Regions from separate parts of the Mus musculus genome. Here region 2 is linked to region 1. A link is a contact called in public Micro-C data. All regions are on one chromosome and are shown on one strand. Each heading gives the region's core, a stretch centred on a gene start, on an enhancer-like site or on the middle of the called end of the contact. The rest is flanking DNA. Distances are from core to core; before and after follow the strand shown. Region 1 overlaps Gm26535 (a long non-coding RNA gene). Region 2 has its middle 30 kb from the start of 5930403N24Rik.

Region 1 (6,970 bases), core at 1,057-3,556:
TTTTCTATTTCCTATCAACATCTTGGACACAGAGCTATATTTCCTTTACTGGGCATGAGAAACACTTCATTGTTTTCTCCATGGCAAGTGAGAGATCATCTGCCTTCAGCCCCATCACTGTAGAGAGCCCTGCACAATCATCAACCAGGGCGTGGTCACCAGAGTGAAACATCCTCTACTTTCACATGACCTTGGTGTTCTGTAGAAATAATTCTCGAAAGATTAGATATACTGGAAGGAGGATGATGTCACCGAGGAGATGCCTTCAGCTGTTCCCACAAAACCACAGCTGGAGAGGTTATAGGTCCTAGGAGGGTGGGGAATTTATACTCTCTTTATTTTGCTAAGTGGTCAGGTTGTCAAACTGCCTTTTGAATATTTGTGCCTGAACCCATGGATCAGGGCTGTCTCAGTCTTGGTGAGAGAAGCAGTCAAGACATAACTGGTCTAAGTACTGTGGATAAGTGACTGAATGCCCAGCCCTAAGTGAGATATCTGTGTCAACACTCCATCCCCGCACTCAGGACTTGTTCCAAGAGAATAACACCTAGGGCGTGAGGCAGAGTGCTGTGAAATTCTGTCTTTTTCATATGACATGACCACTGCACCCATGAATTCAGAATAGCTGTGGATACCTGCAGATCTATGCAAGATTAAGCCAGTCAACATTCTTGCATGAATGTAGGAGTGACTCATGAGGCACTACCCCTAACTGAAAATTGTATATGTACCAAGATGAGAGAGGGCCCAAGAATTTGGGGGTGGGGTGGAGAAGAGGTGGAGGGTGTAGGCCCATGCCCTGATATTTATATTTATGTGCATATAAGGAACACTAATTAGGCCCATTTGAGAGGTGGGGAGAGAGGGAGGAAGGGAGGAATGAAGGAAGGAAGGAAGGAAGGAAGGAAGGAAGGAAGGAAGGAAGGAAGGAAGGAAGGAAAGACATGAAGTTCGGATGGGGACCTGTTGGAGAGGAAAATGTGTTGGGATAGGGCCTTGAGGGAGTTGGCAGGACAAAATGGAGGTGGGTATGATTAAAAGATATATACATGTATAAAATTTCAATGAATTAATCTAAGGAGCAAAGATCCCAGAGCATCTGAGGAAATGCCTTTTTGAGCAGCCAGAGCATGGTCTAAGCTCACCTACATTGTGTTTTTTTTTCAAGCAGGCTTGACGATTTATGGGTTTAACAAGATTTCTCTGGACATGGAACTGTCTACAAACTAACTTAACACATTAATTCTGTCATGCCATAAGACCCTTAGTGCCCAGGGTGAGGTACAGAAACCCCATGGCTCAGTGAGGTACAGGGGAGGACTAATTAATTAAACAAATATGTCTTAAATATCATCTTAATAATTCTCTGAATGCTTTGTATTGCCCATAATTTGTCTATAGCACAATTACACAGTTCACCAATAAAAAATGGACATATTAGGGTCTGTGATTGTATTATTTTAACTTGGTAAGGCAGACTTAAATACAGCAAATGACCCTGGAACTGGTGTCCTTAGCCGTAGAGTCCTGTTCAGTCCAGGCTCTATAACAAAAACTGTTCCAATAGCCTGTCCTGACCTGTGAGAATTTTAAACATCTTCGGACCGAACTTTTCCTTTCATTGCTTCAAGACACAGATGGCATAGAGAAAACCAAGACATTAAGAGTTCAGTGTTCCCATCTTGGACCCCAGGCTCCTAAGAGTTTGCATATGTAGTAGGTGATTCATCCTAAAATTTTTTGTGTATTTCTATTCCTCTGATTACAGAACAGCTTCTTGTTCAGACATTTTCTAAGGGCATCAAAGGGCAACTAGAAAAATCCAGTGGAAAAAGCATTCGCAGCAGGTTAATTAGTTGCAGAGGAGAAAATAGAAGTGCAGTATTATTTGTTAAGACCACAATAGGAAGTGTGATTGTGGTGTCTGTATATTATTCCATTATTGAAGGAGAGGGTAGTGCTAAGTGACTGAAGTCCTCCTTTGAGGCTTGCTGATCTTCTCTATAAGGAGGCTGCCTCTTACACAGGCAGGACTTAGCAGGTTGCCTGTCAGGACAAGCCCAGAGGTGGCATTACTTGGTGTTTGCTGATCAATGACACTTTGGAGTTCTGAGAACTCAGGCTCAAGGAGTGACTCCGGAAGCTGAGCTGTGTGGTTTTGCCCTGGGATCCTCAGCCCAGCACAGGATTGTGATTTAGTGCCTTGTGACTCAATATCCCCAAAGCTTATTTGCTTTTCCTCAGCCTGCAATGCCCAGAAAGGAGTTGGTGGCAAGTCACAGACCACACCCCAACCTTTCAGTCCTTTTGCTAATTTCTGCTGCTTCACTTCAGAGTCCCAGAACAACAGTGTGATGACTCACCAGCCTTACTTCCTGTAAGTAATCATTTTCCCACGGTGAGTGATGGTTTACTCCCGGGGTTGGGGGTGGGGGTAGGAGGAAGAATGTTGACTTGATTTTTTTTTCCTGTGCCTCATTTCTGCTGACAGAGAGCTAACTTTGAGTACTTTGTCTCCATTTTCATGGTCATCTCCAAAACACAACTTTAAAAATATTTTAATTTGTTAAGCTAACTACCCTGAAGTGTATGTTATCAGTAGGGAACAAGATCATGATAAACCCAATACATAGTTTGTTTTTAAAAATATTTAATGGTGATTTTGTAATTTTCTTACTTAGTTTGGCGTGAAATGACTTCCTGTGGAGGCCAAAGGCTGAAGAGACCCCCATTGCAGCCCCATTCTATGTTGAGAGAGCTGAGACCTGAAGCACCTACATGAGTTGTCTGTTTCTACACAACTAATTGATAACAGATTGATTTGGGCCAGGGACCAGCTAATTTTAGGCTGTGATATTCTATAACCTTATGGATGATAAATAGACCTAAGCTTATCTGTGACTTGTCACAAGGAAACACATAACCATAAAACTTTGTGATGAGAGTATTTCTTTCTTTGGACAGAGGAGAATGGGAGAAATCATGTCTGTTTCATAACACGTGTTGTAAGAATAGGTGGGAAGGTGCTCAGAGTTTAAGCACACAGTAGGTGGTCAGTAGTAACTCTAATTATTACAGAGGACCTGGTAAGGTGTTCTCTGGTTCTCTGGGGCTTCCTTTCACTGGTTTCTGTTCTCCTTTAGGCTGTGGAGTGCTTTCTCCTGCTCAGCAAGGCTCAGTGCTGAATTTCCTGTGACATTTGCATGTGAGTTGTCTCATTTCCCTGAAACCCTGTCACAAGCCCTGGGGTTGCTTCAGAGAAAGATCTGAAACCCCTGTCAGGGAAGTCCCATGGAGAAGTATTGCCTTCCCTTCTGGAGTTTACAGCTCTCTTCCAGATAACTGGCCCTTCCAGCTATGGCTCCAGGCCTCTGATAGGGCAAACGGTGGTGGTAGCCAGGGACTATCCCCAGGCTCTGCTTCTAGCCCTTGATCCTTTTATCATCCCCTTCAGATGACTTCATCTGACTTTTCCCTATTTTGTTCTTTCCCTTTCACCCTCCTCCCTCACCAATGGAAATTTAGAGGGTTCTGAGATTCTTGGGGAACTCTGGGGCTGTATAGCTCTTGTCCTCACTTCCTCTAAACATCACAGGGGATTCCTAAAGCAAATTGATGGCCCAGCACCTCAGCAGGCGCCCTCCCCCAGGATGGAGTTACCACATAGGTGGACTCTTCAAATTCTGTTTTTGAGTTTTAACTGCAACGCACACACACACACACACAGTCACATTCATTCATTTTTGCAGTGTTTTCTGTTATTTATATTTAAATTTTCTGTAATTTAAATGCCATGTGTCACAATAAAATAGTCAATTTAATTAAATGGGTTTATTGAATTATGGTATGTATGCCTGCATCTCTGTGTTTGTATAAGTATTTGTGTGTATGTATTTTTTTATGTGCTTGCACATATGTGGTATGGTTATGTCTGTATGGATATATATATATGTGTGTATGTGATTATATAATACATTGCATATATGGGCATGTTTATGTTTATATGTGATGTGTGTATATAATTGTGTATTCTTTGTGGTGTACATGTATGTATATATGTATATATGTTTATGTGCTATATGTGCATATGTCTATATGTATGCAGTACATATTTATATGTGTGTGTATGGGTGTGTGATATGTATATGTTTGTGTAGACACATGCCTGTATGTTTGTGTAGTTTGTAAATGGACATGCACATATATTTGTATACGTGTGACATATATATACATATATATATATATGTGTGTGTGTGTGTGTGTGTGTGTTCATACATAAACATATATATATAAATGTTTGTGTATGTCTGTGGGTATGTATATATGGGTATATATGAGTGTGTATGGTACATAGATGTGTGTTTATATTTTTGTATCTACATGCCTGTGTAGGATATATATGGATGTATAGGTGTATGTTTTTATATGATGTGCTTGTGTGTATGCTATGTGTATGTGTCATATATATATATGTATGTTTGTATATTTGTGTCTCTGTGTGTATATACCTTTGTGTGTATGTGTATATGTGTTTGTTTCAGGTTTTCCATGTTGTATCACCAGGGAATTTACCTCTTGAGGGTCTGTCACAGCACAATCTGTAGCACGTGAAAAGATACAGCTTTGTGCTAAGTGCTTTGAAATGACATTGAGTAACATTAAATATTGCAAAAGCATAAAGGAGGAAACAGGATCCGAGCTGCAGCTCAGCTGCAGAGTGCTTGCAGAATGTGTATGTATGTGTGTATATGTGTGTGCACATGTGTGTATGCATGTGCCGGTATGTGCTGCTTTGTGTATGTGTGTGCACATATGTGTGTATGGTTATATATGTGTATGTACATATGTGCCTGTGTGTGTGCATGTAAGTGTGTGTGTATGTGTGTATGAATGCATGTGTGTGTGTGTGTGTGTGTGTGTGTGTGTGTGTGACCCGATAAGTTTCATTAGGGCTGTTTACAGGAGGGGCTGTTTACAGGACCCTGTGCACCTTACCAATGAGTGACTACTGAAGAAAATGTGTCTCCTTCCCCATGTTAAATAATATCTTTCTATTAATCCAGAGGGAGGAGTAGAATCCCATGATCCCCACCCCACATGTTAACTGGCCCCATCTTGTGGAAATCATGTCTGAGTAATTATGCTGTTGTGACTTCAGGAGTGTTACAGTTGTGTCATCCCTATCCCCCTTTCTCTTGGTCTTGGGTCTCTTCTCTCATCTTCCACCATGTTCGCTGAGACTAAAAGGGGGTATTGTAAATGTTCCATTTCTCGATGAACATTCAATATTCATCTTATGCTCAGCACTTTAACCAATTAAGAGTCTTTATAGTCACTGTTGACCACTATAAGAAAAAAGCTTCTTTGGCCAGAATTAATAGCAGCACTATTTTATGGGCATAAACACAATTAATTAGAAAGCAATTTGACAGGTATGCCATGTTTAGCAAATTAATAACGGTAGCTTCTCTACTAGGGCCTATAACCATTCCTCAAGTTATGGACTTTTACTGGGTTTATAGTATCAGATGTCAATTCCCTTTTGAGCAGGTTTCAATTCCAATCAGAAGGCGGTTTGTAACTGCCACAACAGACTTTCCACCATTGAACCAAAGAGTACATCTTACCTGGCCAGTTGGTACTATCACAGGGTTCCAAGTAAGTAAGACTATTAAAAACAGTTCTCACTCATTGGCTTGTATAGCACAATGAAAGCTAGCCAGCAGATAGGGAGCTTCCAGCCAAATTACAACTTGATCTGTGTCTTGCAACCAAGTTATGGTATCTTCAGCTACAGGGTCTTTTATATCATTCTCATGGGTAAGCAAGAGCAGAGCTAATTGCCTGCATTATTTGCTGGGTGTGTGTTGGGGGGTGGGTTGGTGGTGGTAAAGGAGAAAGATTGAGGGACTCATGTAGCTCCACCTCTCCCTGAGGATCAAGGCTAATGGTTGCAGGAGAGAGATACCTTCCACTTACTCATGTGAAAACATGTACACACACACACACACACACACACACACACACACACACACACACATGAAAGTAGAAGGAAAAAGAAAGGGGATCAATGGGGAATAGAGGGGAAAACAGTAATGAGATATGAATGTCATCAAAATATATTATATACACATATAAAATAAAAGACTCCAGGATAACTCACTTATTTCACAGATATATACATTATATACACATATAAAATAAAAGACTCCAGGATAACTCGCTTATTTCACAGATATTTATTGAGTGTCTAAATACTGAATGTTTCTGGGCTAATGCACAGAATAACTTTGTTATGTTAAAGATATGAGAGATGTTGGAGGAAACTTAAGTGGTAGGGTTGTGATCATCAAGTGGCTCAGAGACAGTTAGAGAAAAAAATCCCTGTTATTGTTCGTGTGTCTCTGCACTATAACTAGAAAAAAAAAATAGATGCAGAGGAAAAAAACTAAAATGAGGGCTGTGGCAATCCTGGTGGTGGGGTTGGATTAGGTAAGGGGATAGGTAAAGTAGCAGGCTCCAAGAATAATAGAGATTTGTTGATTCAGTGGGCAAGGAGAGTGTCACATAATATCTAGAGGCATCAAATAAGTGACTATGTAGGGTAAGTGTGTGTGTGTGTGTGTGTGTGTGTGTGTGTGTGTGTGTGTGTGTGTTATAGTGAATTAGCTAGATTATTCTCTGAAAAGGAAAGATTATTTATTTATTCATTTTTGTTTTGTTTTTTGTTTGTTTGTTTGTTTTTGCTTAGCACATAAAGAAATGGGTTCATTGTGAAATTTCCTATGTGTGTTCGTGCATGTGTATCAAATTTTATTCTTATCTGAACATTCTTGCTTTACTTTCTTCCCCTAAGCAGTTCACTACAGTTTTATTGACACATATATTTCATTAACCTCTTCTGTCTTCCCTCCTTTTAGACCTCTTCTTGCTTCTCATTGTCCCTTTCTACTCTCACCGTGGACACACA
Region 2 (7,337 bases), core at 3,416-5,915, 170 kb before region 1:
CTGGGAACTGAACTCAAGAGCAGCGAGTGCGTTTAACCAATGAAACATCTCTCCAGCCCTGAGAACTATTCTTGGTACTTCTCCTGTATCTTTAAGTGTAGGGATATTTGAGAAGTACCTCAAGTCTGGAAATAGTCATCATCGTTCTGGGTTGAATAAAGTTATGAACTAAGTCTAGTCATGTTCTTATCCTCCTCTTTAGGGGACTTCGCCGCAAAGAATGGAGGAGGTCTATAGATCCCCACCCCTGGTGAGCTTTCTAAGATGAATTTACTTTCTTTCTTTTGCCTTCTGTCCACATTTCCCTGACTCCACAGCACTTAAACCCTTTCTCACACTTGGTCTGGATTATTTTAGTATCTTCTAATTATATTCATAGCCTTGGCTTTCAGGCCCAGGCATCCTTTAAGGCTAATTTATGGGCTATTTTAAAAGAAATTTCCTAGCATTTTATGGGGACTTTATTTACTTTAATGAGACCTCATCAATGTATTCATTACAAAGAACCTCACTGGTTTGCTTTTCTGCTCTGGGCACTCACTTGCCTCTTTTGCAGGAAATTACATTGCAGGCAGAGGCCTCATGAAGAGAAAAGATGTCTCCTTATTCAATGGAAGCAATTTCTGTCTTGTGTGTTGCTTCAACTGTCACAACATTCTGAAGTATGAGCTTTGCTCTCTTAATTAATATTTATAGCCTCCTCATTGAGCACCTGTAATGTCCATGGCAGGCAGATACGAGCGTACAGCCTGCTCACCCACAGAGGCCAGATTTGTGCAGTGGTCCAGATGTTTAAAAAAAAAATCCTACTCTGTTGTATACCAGGGGAACATTGCCATCCTGCATCAAGCCAGTACTCAATGAGCTGATGTAATTCACTGGAATCTGAGCAGAAGACCCAGGCTCAGGGTCCACTTGCTACTGAACTGTCTTGTAAAATTTGACACTTCTTTGAGATTGAGATTTCATATATCCTTTCTATAGTACAGACACTAGGGTGGTTGCTTCTCTGGGCTTGTCAAAAACAGGACAAATGACATAATTTGTGCAGCTGCCTTCAAGACATGTTTTCCTTCCTATGGGGTTTCACACTGGGATATTTTGCTCCTCTTGGAAAATGGAGATTTCTAAGAGCAGGTGAGAGTTATAGGCCCTGAAAGACAATGTCCATGACTCAATTGGCTCCACCACACACCATGCTTTGAGTGGCACAGCACTTTACCACACCTCTGCTAATTTGGGATAGAAGGACTGGGCAGAGTGGAAGAGGTCAGACGACCATGTAAATGGAGAGCAGCTACATAAGCTTCGCTGTTCTTCTCTCGAGGGGTGAGGTGATTTTCCATGACCACCTTGTAGTGTGTTTCCAGATTTATGGTTATTTCCAGATTTATGGTTAACAAATTTATTTATTCATTTATTAAGACTTACACAGTTGAAATATATCTTAGAGAATCTTAAATATACCACTTAAGACATTGTTGAATGCTGCCAAAACTTTAGTAACTAGGTCAAATGATGCCTTTTACAAGACATTTTTTCCTCTGATTCTAGCAGATGCCATGAATATTTCTCTTCTTGGCTTCCTCACTTTCTAGTGTTTACAGAATTTGTATTCTGTTAACACATAATAATATGACTTATGTGAAAGTTTTATTTTCTGTTCTGCAAGTCTGAATTCTTAAGCTTCCAGGATAGGTTCGTGAATGTTACAGACAGTTGGTGGCATATAACAGAAGATCCATCCAAAACCAACAGCCAAAGAAGAGGTCACACCATCTGCACACATGCCACCTGCTGCATGGTAACATGCTTCCATGTGCTCTGAGGATAAAGATCATATGAATTTATGGGCAGAGAAAGGAACATGGAAGTAGATAGGCATGTGTTCTGGTGGGGATGGCAAGGGGATATTCAAGAAGAGAGAAGCACTAGCAATTGGTATGCTCAAGAAGGAAAAAGGCGCCTGTGGGAAGTGAGGATGATGAAGTTGGACAGCAATTAACAACCGGAAGGTGGGATTGGAAATTAGAAACTAGGGTGTTGCCTTTTTTTTCTTCATTCTCTCTTTCCCCCTTTGTCTCCATCCTCCCACCCCCACCCCAGTAAATCTCTGCCATGTGAAAAAAAAAAGTAACTAGGGTGGTTTTGTTCTTTTGAAAGCAAGATTAGCTGCCCCAAATTTTTGAGCAATTGGGTGTCAAGGTTAAAAAGACATTTCAGGAAGATTTCTCAGGTACTTTTATGCAATGTGGTGAGACTTCCTGGAGGTCTCCTATTTGTAGATCAAACTGAGATTTCTCAGCTGTTCCTGCCACTGTTTGCTCTGCCATTATTAAATCTAACCCTTAGGAACCATAAACACAACCACACACTTTGTTTTGTAAGTTGTCTTGGTTGTGCTGTTTTGTTAGTAGGAAGTAACTAGCAGAGTGGTACTGTTAGAGGAGTGTATTAATCACTGTGATGGCTTGTGTATGTTGGCACAGGGAGTCACACTATTAGGAGGTATAACCTTGTTGGAGTTGGTGTGTCACTGTGGGCATGGCACCCTGGAAGCCAGTATTCTGCTAGCAGCCTTCAGATGAAGATGTAGAATTCTGAGCTCTGTCTACACCAAGCCTGCCTGGATGCTGCCATGCTCCCACCTTGATGATAATGGATTGAACCTCTGAAACTGTAAGCCAGCTCCAAGTAAATGTTGTCCTTTATAAGACTTTCATTGGTCATGGTGTTTCTTCACAGCAATAAAGCCCTAACTAAGACAGTCAGTCACAGTTCTCTAGAGTCTCAGAAGTTATGGAATGAATCTCTCTCTCTCTGTCTCTGTCTATAACTGTCTGTCTGTGTGTGTCTCTCTCTCTTTCTCTGTATATATATACAATACACATATACATATATAATTCCATATATAATATATATTTATTATGTATGGAATTTATTGGATCAACTTACAGGCTGTGGTCCAACAATGGCTAGCTATGAATGGAAAGTCCTAAAATGTAGCAGTTGCTTAGTCCTACAAGGATGGATGTTTCAGTGGGTCTTCTGTATGTACTAGAATTCTGAAGAAGTATATTCCAATGCCAGTAAAGGAATGTGTTAGCAAGATGAAGGCAAAGAGCAAGATCTTCCTTTTCCATGTCCTTATGTAGGCTCCCAGCCGAAGGTATGGCCCAGATTAAATGTGACTCTTCCCAGCCTCAAGATCCACATCAAATGTATGTCTTTCTACCTCAAAAGTCACCCTCTTCAAATCAAACACAAAATCTTTCACAGGTGTGCCCTCCATTTCTGTATTGTAGTGCTTTCCAGATATAGTCAAGGTGATAACCAACACTGGCCATGGTAGGGAAGTTTTGGAGGTGTGGCCAATTGGAGGACGTATGTTGCTGGATGTAGGCTTTGAGAGTTTACAAGACTTGTGCCACTTCCAGTTTGCTCTCCCTGCCTCAAGTGTGAGGTAAATGATGTGATCGCCCCACTTCCTCTCCTGATATCCATACTGCCTCCTGTCATACTTCTCTGTTGTTATGGATTCTAATTCTCTGAAACCATAGGCTCAAATGAACTCTTCCTTTTATAAGTTACCTTGGTCACAGTATTTTATTGCAACAACAGAAAAACAACTAACATAGCAACAAATAAATATTGACAGAAATTCCCAATCTGTCTTGGCCTGGCCTTCAGCAGAGTTACAACCAAATTAAAATAGGAAACAAGCATCGGAAGCTGCACACAGGTAAATAAAGCTTCCAGCCCCATTTCCCAGGGCTGGGAGATCACCTTCCACCCACTGCCACTGTCAAGACTCTTGGACTGGGTGGGCCACTTTCACTTCCAGCATCATATTCTATAGTGAGCTAAAGGAAAAAGACAGATGTGTTTTCATAATTTTTATAATTGTATGTTGCCTGGGCATCCCATTCTGAATACAAGTTGGACCTTCTCCTAGTCTGATTTGAAGAACTTTCCAGTTCTCAACATTTTTCAGGTTCTCAAGGTAGTCCTGGAGGCCATTCACTGTGAAATGGGAGAGGAAACAGGAGTTTGAAGGTACAGGCCGTGGATACAGGAAGGCATAGCTTGTAGGAGCATGAGGTGGCCACGTGCACTACAGAGGCAGGCAGGAAGCAGCCAGCTATTTGGAGATCTCCCTAGAACCTTAAACAATGCAATGTTATATGTATGAATAAGCTGCAAAGACAACAAACACTTCTATGTAAAACTTGAAGGCAAGGAAAACTTTTTACCTAACAACATCAATCTTCTCTCCCCTAGAAATCCATGAATAAGTTACCAAACTAAGATTCACATTTTATTTCCATTCCTCCACAGTTACTGCCTCTGTTCATAGGTATTGTATACTTGCTGATTTCTTGTCCTCCTTAAAGTTCTAAGAAATCCTTTTCTTTAAGTCAAGCAAAGGTAACTAGATGTGGCCAGAGTGTACATCATATCACGGGTCTTTCTCCTGGTTTCTTTCATTTCTCTGTGCAGGAGCACAGAATTCAGGAATGGCTGCTGAACCCTGGGAAAAAGCATTTTCTGTTTCAACTTGTGTAGCTTTTTAATCGGCTTCTTGCCTCCAAGCCTGGGAGAGCTCAATGCAATCTATCCAAGTGCAGGGTGGTGGGGGCGTCAGCTCCCTAGTGCTGGTGGTTCCCACGGAGCTGGACCCATGCCTGGTTGCTCCTGGGAATTGTGCTGTGGCCAGTGCAGCTGTGGTCCTCCTTAAGTGGTGGCCAAGAAAAGTCCCTTTCTATGAGCTGCCCTTTTAGCCATAGACACAGAGGCACCAAGGACATTGTAGGGGGATTCAAATGGTCCCTGCCCCATAAGCATAACCTCCTGAGGTTGTCTTTCCTCTTTGCCGTAGGCTGGCCTGCAGTTCCCATAGGTTACAGAAGACTTTAGAGTTAAGTTTGTGTTCCCTTCAGGCACAGCACTCTCACTCCCAAGGAGGAAAAGAGAAAGATTTCAGCATAGAAAAATAGAAAATAGGCCTCCTTTGTCCTCTTGGCAGAAGAGCTGAAGCAAGACAGGAGAGCCTGTGTTGAATCTGTTGCTTCAGCCTGTGCCTGCCACGCCTTTAATTTTTCAGTGGCACTGACCTCCACTTGCAGAATGAGGTTCTAACCAGATGGTCCCTTAAAGCCTTTCCTCACCTCACATTCTGTGGTTTTGTTTCTGTTTCCCTCCAAGGGCTGAATGAGAATGCACACATTCCAAATTAAACGCCGAGGAGTAAGCTCCAAGGAGTACCTGGAGGTCAAAGACAGATGTTACTCATCTTTTAGAGGACTTTTCGGGGGAAAATAAACTACGAGTAAAGTCTAGTAGATAAAACTGATCCTGGTTTGTCCATGAAATTTGGAAGCTGTCCCCTGAAGTTAGGCAGGGGTCTCCCGTGGTCGTAAATGAAGTGTTAAAATGGTAACTTCGAGGCTAAGCTGCCCCTGTCACTGCTTTGATTGCTTATTTTTGGTCTCATGTAGCTGAGGATGGCCTGCAACTTCAGGTTATCTGCCTGAGCTTCCGCTTGAACAAGCAAAAGTTCCCTACTAGAAAGATCGGGGCACAGGTTGGAAGTAAATCAATTAAAAATAAAAAGCAAAGCAAACAAACAACACTGGGGTTTTGTTTGTTTGTTTGGTTGGTTGGTTTGGTTTTTTTTAATTTCTGCTTTTGTGGTAGGGGAGGATAATGTCTCATTATGACTATCTATGACTAAGTATGACTATCCCTCCTAACATACACTGGCTCTTGGCTCTTGGTTAGACTGGTCTATCTTGTCCAGCTCCTGACTATTAGGAATATACTGCCAATCATTATGTGAAGAAAAGGGGAGTCATGGAGATGCTTGGCAGGGGTTGGCATCTATATGGTCATGTGTGTGGTTTGGACTGAAATCCCATAATATCCCTAATATCCCCAGGCAGTTTAATTCTGTAGCGGGACTAACATGAATAATTAAACAGAGCAAAGATGTGACAACATTGTGCTTAGGGTACAACACAGCTGTGATTTCAGGGGCTCAGGAAAGAAGAGGAACTGGGGGCATCTGTCACCTCAGAAACATGCTTATAACAAATGATGATTTAGCAGACTCACAAAATACTGTAAAACAGAGGCTACAGGGTGTGCCCTGTTAAGAGAGAGGGCTGCCAAGTTGCCATGGAATTGTTGATCAAGTCATGGCTATGGGCATCTTACAAACTGAAATTCTGTGCCATGGTGGGTCATCCACAATGCCTTCTTTCTAACTGAAAATTGGATACATTTTAAAATAACTGCTGACAGCCTACAGAAGGGAAAAGAACTGAAGGCTATGTGTGTATTGAACGTAATAGGAATTGCACACGTATGAAAGAACCCCTCCCCCCTTGCCTCCTCTTATTGGGAAAGGCTTAAAAAGTAATGAGAGTGTGAAGGAGTTTCTGATTTTCTGATGCTAGACTCTGGGATTTCTGTTGCGAAAGGATTCTCTTTGCTTTGATCCGGGATGTGATGGCTTTTTGTTCTGCAGCAGTACAGGGATGCTTTTCAATGGCTTCCTCCCTCCCCAGTGGCATTCAGTCCTGAAGAAGATTTGCATAGCAAGCATGATCTGCTTAGCCAGTGCGAAGTGGAGCAGGTTAAGCTCTGGAATAATTTTGCTGCCAGTAAAGATGATCACAGGTCTAAATGTTACAGACCTTTGAAGCCGAGGCCTCAGTCACATAAGCGATCCCGGATGTAATTCTACAGAGCACTGCAATTGATGTCGTTTGTATGCTTTGACTTCTAGTCTCCAAGAAGAATTGTTAATTTGTGCTGTCGTTCTGTCATTTGACTACATTTGTAGAATTTTTGAGGGTTTTTTGGGGGGGGTGCTTTTCTCAGTTTAGGGGCTGGGTGTTATATCTCAGAGACTGCAGTGTTTAATTAGAATCTGTAAAGTCCAGAATTTGATTCCCAGAATTTGCAAATGACAACAGATTGTTTTACAATGACACCCCCTACCCCAAATTTTTAGCATGGTCAATTCATGTAGTTTAAATTCGTAAACATCCCAGGGCTAAGGGTGTAGTATTATTGGAAAACTGGATTTGGTGGGTAGACCAGTTAGTTTTCACTGTCAACTTGACACGAACTAGAAGGGAAGAGATTTTTTTTAAAGAGAGGAGTTATCTAGTTATTTAGATCAGGTTCACATGCAGGCAAGACAGAAGGGGGTGGGGGGTGGGGTGGGCAAGAGGATGGGGGACAGGGAGGGGAGAATCTTGTTAACTGAGGTAGGCAGACAGAGCCCACAATGGGCAGTTTTATTCACTAGCAGGGATGTCCTCAACAGT

What was found. A called contact is a pair of places that touch in the nucleus more often than the background predicts.
Region 2: a Micro-C map of muscle stem cells shows a contact between it and region 1, with 3 times the contacts expected there. The contact joins two enhancer-like sites. A contact is called at or near these places in 1 of 484 Hi-C or Micro-C datasets (muscle stem cells), 1 of 115 datasets of contacts at active chromatin or transcription factors (microglia) and 1 of 9 other capture datasets (embryonic stem cells).

The regions. Positions count from the first base shown.
Region 1 is chr10:37,335,140-37,342,109 of GRCm38.p6, forward strand. It overlaps Gm26535 (a long non-coding RNA gene), which reads left to right. Exons shown (of 5, transcript XR_871577.1): 4 at 2,245-2,377; 5 at 2,682-3,809. Among named protein-coding and RNA genes, the nearest start is that of Gm26535, 19 kb to the left of the region's middle. Within about 2 kb of position 2,307, at least 173 of the 459 cell types and tissues checked have an H3K27ac peak or open chromatin away from gene starts, as enhancers often do. A contact at or near this core is called in muscle stem cells, where this site is marked.
Region 2 is chr10:37,165,961-37,173,297 of GRCm38.p6, forward strand. No RefSeq gene overlaps it. Among named protein-coding and RNA genes, the nearest start is that of 5930403N24Rik, 30 kb to the left of the region's middle. Within about 2 kb of position 4,666, at least 42 of the 459 cell types and tissues checked have an H3K27ac peak or open chromatin away from gene starts, as enhancers often do. A contact at or near this core is called in muscle stem cells, where this site is marked.